Linked DNA regions of Sus scrofa: all the other regions are linked to region 3. The links are chromatin contacts, called in public Hi-C maps. All regions are on one chromosome and are shown on one strand. Each heading gives the region's core, a stretch centred on a gene start, on an enhancer-like site or on the middle of the called end of the contact. The rest is flanking DNA. Distances are from core to core; before and after follow the strand shown.

Evidence for each region. A called contact is a pair of places that touch in the nucleus more often than the background predicts.
Region 1: a Hi-C map of embryonic fibroblasts shows a contact between it and region 3, with 2.6 times the contacts expected there. The contact joins the promoter of C1H9orf135 here to the promoter of PTAR1 in region 3. A contact is called at or near these places in 2 of 47 Hi-C or Micro-C datasets (embryonic fibroblasts and liver).
Region 2: a contact with region 3 is called in a Hi-C map of skeletal muscle, with 2.5 times the contacts expected there. The contact joins the promoter of APBA1 here to the promoter of PTAR1 in region 3. A contact is called at or near these places in 9 of 47 Hi-C or Micro-C datasets (alveolar macrophages, embryonic fibroblasts, fetal skeletal muscle and 4 more) and 2 of 2 datasets of contacts at active chromatin or transcription factors (alveolar macrophages and skeletal muscle).

Annotation. Positions count from the first base shown.
Region 1 is chr1:223,152,361-223,155,060 of Sscrofa11.1, forward strand. It overlaps C1H9orf135, which reads left to right and starts at 1,319. Exons shown (of 6, transcript XM_021064714.1): 1 at 1,319-1,579. The coding sequence starts at 1,428.
Region 2 is chr1:222,988,588-222,991,287 of Sscrofa11.1, forward strand. It overlaps APBA1 (amyloid beta A4 precursor protein-binding family A member 1), which reads right to left and starts at 1,411. Exons shown (of 13, transcript XM_021064677.1): 1 at 1,159-1,411.
Region 3 is chr1:223,088,281-223,090,980 of Sscrofa11.1, forward strand. It overlaps PTAR1 (protein prenyltransferase alpha subunit repeat-containing protein 1), which reads right to left and starts at 1,399. Exons shown (of 7, transcript XM_005654497.3): 1 at 1,185-1,399. The coding sequence starts at 1,270. It also overlaps a transcript of C1H9orf135 not described here.

The DNA.
Region 1 (2,700 bases), core at 69-2,568, 64 kb after region 3:
GTAATAAAATTTTTGAAAACTGATCCAGAAGAGCACTTCACTATTTATAGGAGTGCTGTATTAAATCTTTTGCAAACTAGAGAATCTATTTGTAATGTGAAATACCTCTTAATTTACGTTTTTATGTTTGAGTTTTTGGAGTACATGTGGTTTTCTTAAAGTAAGAAACTTCTGGAATTTATGGAAATGCAGAAAAACCTAAGGTAATAAAATGTAATACTCATTTCTTAGTTCACTCCGCACTCTTAAAATGATTGCATGCACTCAGCACTATGCCAGGCAGTGGGATGGCCATGATTAAGTCAGTTAATGTCCTTAAGGTGCTCAGCTGAGGTTGGGGAGGAGAATTCTGGTGTGCTAAATATTTTTTTCTTGGAAACTCAAAAGCAGAATAAGCACAAGGCAGTTATCCAGTGATTTCTTGATAGCAATGCCATAGATAATCTTTTTGAAACCTCCTTCATGCACATAACTCAAAACATAATAATGTGATGAATTTGTCTTGTTACAACATATCAAATTAAAACATGGAGATCTTGGCAAATCTTTGGAAGCTGAATGCCTTGGAGCACTAACCTGTACCTAGAGCTTGGGTCTTTTAGCCATTTCAGTCCAAAGGGACTTCAGGTTCTTGTGTCCATTTCACCACCTCCTGTACAGTCTCCTCCTCTACTTCGTTTTTCACAGCAAGAAACTCCTGCTCAGAAAGGTTGAGAAAGCAACTGAAGTTGGAACCAGCCAAGCTTTTTTACCCTTAGATTTTTGACTTGCTAATTGATTCTGCTCCTCCTCTTCTCAGAAAAGCTATATAGAAATGACATGTTTTAGTAATCGGGGGGTGTTCTCTTGCCCCCGTTTAGTCAAATTTATATAACATGTAAGCAGAAAGTGTGGTGGCAACAGATGAATGGTAAAAAGAAACTTCACCAAGGACAGCTCGAACAGACCTGCTCTGGGCTTAGGTTCCTTTGCTGACCTGGTGCTCTGTCTTACACCCCCCGCCCCCGGCTCTAAGGACTAGGCTGAGAGGAAGGTGAAACTACAGATCCCAGGATGCAGTTGTCCCTCTTAACTTCTTTGTAACCTGATCAATCCCCTCATAGCATTCTGGGATATGTAGTTTCTTTTTTATTTTTTGTCTTTTGCCTTTTGTCCTTTTAGGGCTGCAGTCGCGACAGACGGAGGTTCCCAGGCTAGGGGTCAAATCGGAGCTGCAGGTTTCTTTCTAATTGGTATCTGCTCACACAGCCTAGGAAACCAGGACTGTTAGGTTGCAGGGTTCCGCCCCTCTATTGACTCCGCCCCTTCCGTTGACCTCGCTCCTGGTTGCTTAGGAGATAAGAGACTCTGAATCTTGGTCTGTGTCCGTGCAGGGAGCAGGATAGTGCAGAGGGAAATCCTATGAAATCTGTACCAGGAGGGCCACCATGGAGAGCTCTGACAGTTCCTGTCGGGACTGGTGCAGCGGTAGGCAATACAGGTTTGAACTTGGACCCACGGACTTGACAGAGCGCAAGGGCTCCCTAACCCTCCGCTCCCATCACAAGAAATACTCGAAGCCAGTGTTGGTGTATTCCTGGTGAGCAAGCTTTTTTGCAGTTCCTAGGTGTTAGGAGAGGATGAAGAAGGGAAGGGAATGGGGGAGGAGAGGAAAGGAGAGTAGCAGAGAGAGAACAAGTGTGGAGAGGTTAGACTAAACAGAAGAGGAAAATGTGAAGAGAGGAAAGGAGGGTAGCAGAGAGAGAACAAGTGTGGAGAGGTTAGACTAAACAGAAGAGGAAAATGTGAAGAGAGGAAAAGAGCAGAGAAAGAAAGAAAAAGCTCATATAAGAGAGATAACTGGAAGAGAGAAAAGAAAGGGAAACAGATCTTCAAAAGAGATAGAGAGAGTGGGAGTGAGAGGCAAGGAGGAAGAGATAGGAGATTCTCCAAGAGCAGCCCCACAGCATACATGGAGACTTGCTGCAGCCAGACAGAGGTCATAGATCACCCACACAGAGGGTGGAGGTGGAAGCAGGAAGATGTGGAAGCAGGAAGAAATGAATTCAACCCAACAAACATTTGTGTGTCACGCACTTTGCTGTGTGTTGGAGACTTAGAAATGGATTAAGTGGATTCAGTGAGACAGTTTATAGAAAGCATTTAATACAATGCCTAGCACAAAGCAATCAATAATATTTATGGTAACTAATATTTATTTAGGATAACATAATGGTTAAAAGCTTGGGCTTTAGGTTTGAATACCAACTCTGCAGCTTGTGATATAGCCAGTGATGTGACTGCTCTAAGCCTCTGTTTCTGCGACTGTAAAATAGGGATGATAGAATTATTGAGAGATTAAACAAGGTAGTGTATGTGAAGCACCCTTTGACATACAGCCTGGGTCATAGTAAACACAGTGTACATTATATGGATGTATTAGGCCATGGTGATTAACTTCAGTGAACCTCATAGTCCAGAAAAGGAGAATGTCAGTAAATACAGTATAATCTGATTTGTGCAAAATAGAGATAAGTATAAAAATAAAGGTAATAGGAGAGGGAGGTTAGTATGTGTGTGGTTTTCTGAGCAAGGTTTAGAGGGAGAATAGGAGCTCCATAGGTACACAAAAGAGAAGACACAAGTGCAACATAGTGGTAAAAAGCTACATCATAAGGAAATATAAATAGTTCTTTAGAATGGTAAATACAATTGATTTCA
Region 2 (2,700 bases), core at 161-2,660, 100 kb before region 3:
TTTTAAATACCACCCCTCCCATCTCTTATACACACATCTAGAGTTCATGCTACAAGAATAAACATAAAGACCATATTCTTCAGCCATAAGATTTCCAGTATTTAAATGTGGAAGAAGAAGGTCTAGTTGACATTCAAAGTTGGGGGAAAGAGAGAGGGATGTGGCCATTAAAGACCCTTCTCCTTCAGGTCAGACCAGAGATAAACAATAGAAACTGCAGTGTCAGGGCATCTAAGACCCTTACAGAGCAGGGGCTGAACAGAGGAGAGGTGTCACAGGATGGAAGCTCCCCTCAAAACCTTTCAGAAAGCCCAGAAAGGGTAACCATTACCCTCTTTCTCTGCCATGGGTCCAAAGCCACAGTCACACTTCCACATCCCCATGTCAAAAGACATGTGAGAACAGGGGGAAGTGAGGGTGAGTGAGGAGAAGTGAGAATCCCCACACCCGGCCATCCACGGGGCAGGAGCAGAACAGAGAAGGTACTCAGAGTTGCAGGATGGAAATAACAAACAGTGTCCCACAGTAAACGGGTGACAGCAAGTCGGGGCACCCGCAGATCTCTGGATTTGGAGAGCAGTTTGAGGAGCGTGGACACAATCACACACATACACAGATTCACACACATGGTATTTTACAAATCCGCACCCACCCTGCTGTCTCCCTCCACATTCACACACCAAGTGCCTCCTGCCCACTTCATCGTTGCCATCACCACACTCTTTTTCACAGTCAGCCAAGAGCTGAGGGTTCCTAGCGGGGATTCCTGGAAATGTCGTCCCCCAACACCTTTCATTCGCCATCCCCATCCCTTAGGCTCTACCTTTTACACACACACACACACACACACACACACACACACACACACTCCTGCCATGACTGTCATCAGGCCCGCCGCTGTCCCCAAAGCACTGCATTTCAGCAAGCACCGGACACCCGGCATCCCAATTCTCAACGCCTCCTTCCCCCGCCCCGTTAGCTCCGTGGCTAAAGGCACTGCCCTCTGGATGTCGCCGGCTGTCCCCTCTTATCCGCACTATTGTTCCTCGCAGCTCCTCTCGCGCCCGGGGGCACCCTTCCGCTAGGACCGGGGCTCAGTCGGGGGCAGCATCAGCGCCGGAGAGCCCCCATTCACCCACCCCTCCCTGGCGGTGGTACCTTGCTTGACAGCTGGGTCCGCGGGCCCGCGGGAGCAGGCGGCGCTAATGACAGCGTTGGTGCCAAGCCTGGGAATAAAGCTCCACTCCAGCCGCTCCTACCTCTACTGCCACCATCTTCTCCCGCCGCCGCCGCCACGACCTCAGCCTCCCTCGCCAATCTCGGGCTAGGGCTCTGCAGCCGCCGCTCGGGCCCCTTCGGTCCCGCGGCCCCACCCCCTTCTCCCCACCCTCCCGCCCGCCGCCCGCCCCTCGTGACGCGCGCCGGGGCCGAGCCGGCCGGCTGGAGAGGGAGGGTGCCCCGGGGAGCGCGCGCGCGCACGCCGCGTGCTAGGAGCGCCCTGCCTCCCACGCCCACCCGCGCGCACGCGCGGCGCGCGAGCCCTAAGCAGTTGGGCGGTGTCCTCCACGCGCCGCCTCTGAAGCGCCCCGGTCCCGACGCGGGTGGGCGTGCCTGGCTCTGCTGCCTCTTGTCGCTCTTAAGTGCCTGGCTCGGGCAGGGGCGTCTTGCAGTGCGTGGGCCCCGCCGGACCTCCTGTTCTCTCCTCTGGCTGCTGGCCGGGCGCACTGAGCGTGACGTGGGGTTGTCTCCGCGAGGGGACTGATGGGGACACCCCCGCCTCCTCGGCGGAAGCCCAGAGGGGGTTCCCCGACAGGATGGGCCGCGCTGTGGGACCACGAGGTCGGGCCGCTGCTTTGGCTCCTGAGGGGTGTTCCCTTTGCTGAGTTACTACCGAGCTTCTCTTCTTCCGGCCCTGCCTGCATTTCGCTGCCCCGCGGCTGCACAAGACCCCTTCAGAAAAGAGGGTGGCTGGCGTCTCGGAAAGCGCTGCAGTCCTGCGTTGTCGCCGCCAGGGGGCGAGTCGCTCGGGTTTGAGCTGGAGCTAAACGGGCCGCGTTTGCCGCCCTTGAGGGGAAGAGTCCGTTCCTGGGGGAAGAGCAGAAAGCTTCTGCCGGGAGATGCTCGGCTTAATTTTTCTACCTGCTTCTCAGTTCTGGTTGGTCAGAATTTAGACTGTATTTGAGCCTAGCTTAGGGCATCAGTCCCAGATATGCTTGGGAGGGAATAAGAGTGGGGGTGGGGGGGAGCCTTAGCAGCAGGAACCAGGTGTCAGGTGCTGTGCGTTAATGAAAAGCAGTGGGATAGACAGGCCTCAGGGGACTTGGGCTCTGTCGACAGCCTCACCTATAATTGGCAATGTATTATGAGCGAAATCATTTCTCTTCACAGATTTCTCAGTAATAATAAATGATATTTGCACAAAGCCTTATAGTTTGCAAAGCCATCTTCATACACATATTCTCATCTAGTAAAATGAAGATAAGCCTTGATTATCTGGAGCTCTTGGGAAAGGAATCTCTTGCTACATACACCATGTTTACATATTATTTTAACCAAAATACTGCCAGAAATCTGGATGTAGTCTGATGTATTCTTGAAGTCTTGTGTTTTAGCTTTAAAATTCATATGAATTTACATTCCACTGCGTAATGAATCTTTTTTTTTTTTGGCTTTAATAACTAATTAATAGCTTCCCCCTCC
Region 3 (2,700 bases), core at 149-2,648:
AGGCACAGTTGCAGGTCTCCAATTGAGTGCCACAAGGGAGCAAGACATCTGAGGGCATCACCTTGAAGGAAAAGAACACTTCATCTAGATGAAGTTTTGGCACCTCTTTTAAGCAGAAAAGCTTAAGGAGTTAGAATAGTTAAAAAGAATAATTCATGTGTTTCAGTTGAAAGAATAAAATATTAAAAATAAACTCCATCAGCAATTAAAGTGAAAATAATGTAAAACTGGATTCTGTGTTTCTTTCTTTTGAGGGGAGAAGGGATGAGGGAGAAAGGATGGGAAAAGAGCTACACTCTTGCTTTTTCCTTATTCTTTTGTATAATATGTAACATGCCTCTTCTTTTAAGTTTTCTTTTCACTCGTTACATGAAAGCCTAAGTGTCAGAAAGAAAGCAGTCTCTTCTTGTATCCATCCGGAGTAAAATGGAGAGGAAGGAGGGAAAGATACATGTGTCAGTTTTGTGGTGTCCTACTTAAAGAGGGCAGCAGTGTTCGAATAAAAAGAGTTAATAGGCTCCCTGTAACTATGAATCAGCTAATGCTAAAAAGTGTTGAGGTTTCATCTGCTTTACACCAGACCCAACCTGTGCCTACAGAAGCTACACTCTTGAGAATGCTCTGTTCGCTTTTAAAACAAAATGTCCCTCTACAATCTTGGGTTAGGTGAAGCGAAAGTCAAAAGCAGCCTGAAACTACCTCTGGCTAGTAACTGAGGGTCTTCTGGCCCATGGAGAGTACAGACGATCGGTAACCCCTCCTTACGAAGATCCGGGAGGAGCATCCAATGAGTTGAGTTAACAAAGCACACACAGACCCACAGTGTGTCTTTGCCCCTATACCTTAAATGGATGTAGGACATGGACTTACAGGTGAAGTCTTCCGAGTTTGGTGAACTCCTGGGAAAGGAGTGGTAGGGAGGAGAACCAAACAAAGTCACTACGTTTTAATTTTCTGAGGTCACTTCTAGGGACTCAACCGCAAACGCCTTCGGGTAGCGGAAAGCGGGCCCCGCGGCGGCCGACAATGGTCCAGCCCCGATCTAGCACTGTTCGCTCCCGAGAGGAGCGCGTGGGCCAGAACCCGCCGCCCGAGGTCGCCTCCAGGCTTGGCCCCGCCCCCGCCCGCCCCCGACGACCCCCGGAGGCAGCGCAGGCAGGAGGAGCTGCGGGCGCGCGACTCACATGTGTGGGTTCCTCCTGAAGGCATTGGTGATGTCCTTTACCACCCTTTGCACCAGCACCGCCACTTCTTCACTCGTCTCGGCCATGTTGGTGGCGGCAGCGGCGGCTCGCGCGCGCCTCCGGGAGAGCGCCGAGCCGCCCGCGGGAGTTCCGCGGGGAGCGCGCCCGTGTGCGCCGGTTTGGCTGCGCCCCCGACCCCGCTCCTCGGCCGCCGCGGAACACTTCCGGGTCAGCTACCCTCCCCCTCTCCGCACCGGGGGTGTGGTCCCTAGTGGGGCTCCGGTGGTTGGCTTGGTCCCGGACTTCCCAATTATTGGAGGAGATGGTGCTGCTGGTTTATTTACAGTTACTTCAGGTCGCTGTTGTACACATTTTGTTTTAATTTCTAGTCCACTTGGGGCTGAGGAGGGAGGGGTCCTAAGATCACTCCAAAGCCGGAGACTGGCCTGAACAATCCTCTCTCAGCTGTTCAGGAAACGAGCCAGGTCCCAGAATGCTCCGAGAAAGTTTAACCAAGAGTGAGAGCCCTGTTAAGCAGTTAGTCCCTTGGCACGGTATGAGAGCTTGTCTCTATTTTCTTAGTTGGAGAGATGAGGCCGCTCAGAGACGCTCTTGGTGGAATGAGTCCCAATCGGACCTTCTTGGTAACCTCATTTTGTACCTGCCTGCCGGTTCTGGCCACTGGGCAACTCTTTTCAAAAAGTTAATTTTAAAAAATTACTAAATGGATTAAAGGAAGAAAAAGGAGAATAAAGAAAAAGTTCTTTGCTGTCATGTTGAAAGTAGAAGTACAAAGCTGTTTTTCAGATCTGGTGTCCTTTGAATGGTGCCTGTTAATTTTGGAGTTAAAAAAACAAGGCCCGGTTAAGGTTTGTTCTTAATAACTATTTACCCTGCTACAAATAATTTTTATAAGAAAAACTGGCTTTCTATTCCGTTTGGATTTTGAAATGCCATAAATCAAATTTTCGTATATCAGATTTTCTTTCAACCTTCTCTGTTAGAAAAATCTGGCTGCTTTTGGTTCAGTTCCTTTTACTTAAATCCTTGAAGTGTTATCTTTTAAAAACTTTTTTTTTTTTTAAATGCAAGTTTAATGTGAATGTATGTGGAGCATTTGAAGTAGAGTTGGTGGTAGTGAAAGTAAAAACCATACACAGGAGGCAAAATTGTAAAGCAATGAATAAAAAATATAAATGAACTATATTCAGTGATTGATACTCCCTGTGGGTATGTTTAGAAAGGCAAGACCTGCTGTATCGACACTGGTCTTCTGGTTTTTAAAAGAGATAGAAGTTGCATAAAATTGTAAAAAGCAAGATGGAACATGTTTTAGTCAGGTCAAACAAACCCTAACTTGTTGGCAAATTCTCAAATGAGGCAGTAGATTGAATTCGTTTTTAGATTCCAAGCCCAAAGACAACCTCTAATGTCCTAATTACTCTTAAAATGTGATACCAATTCTGAAATGTTTTGAGTTCACTGATAGTCTTCTTCCTCTTCAAGGAATCAGAGC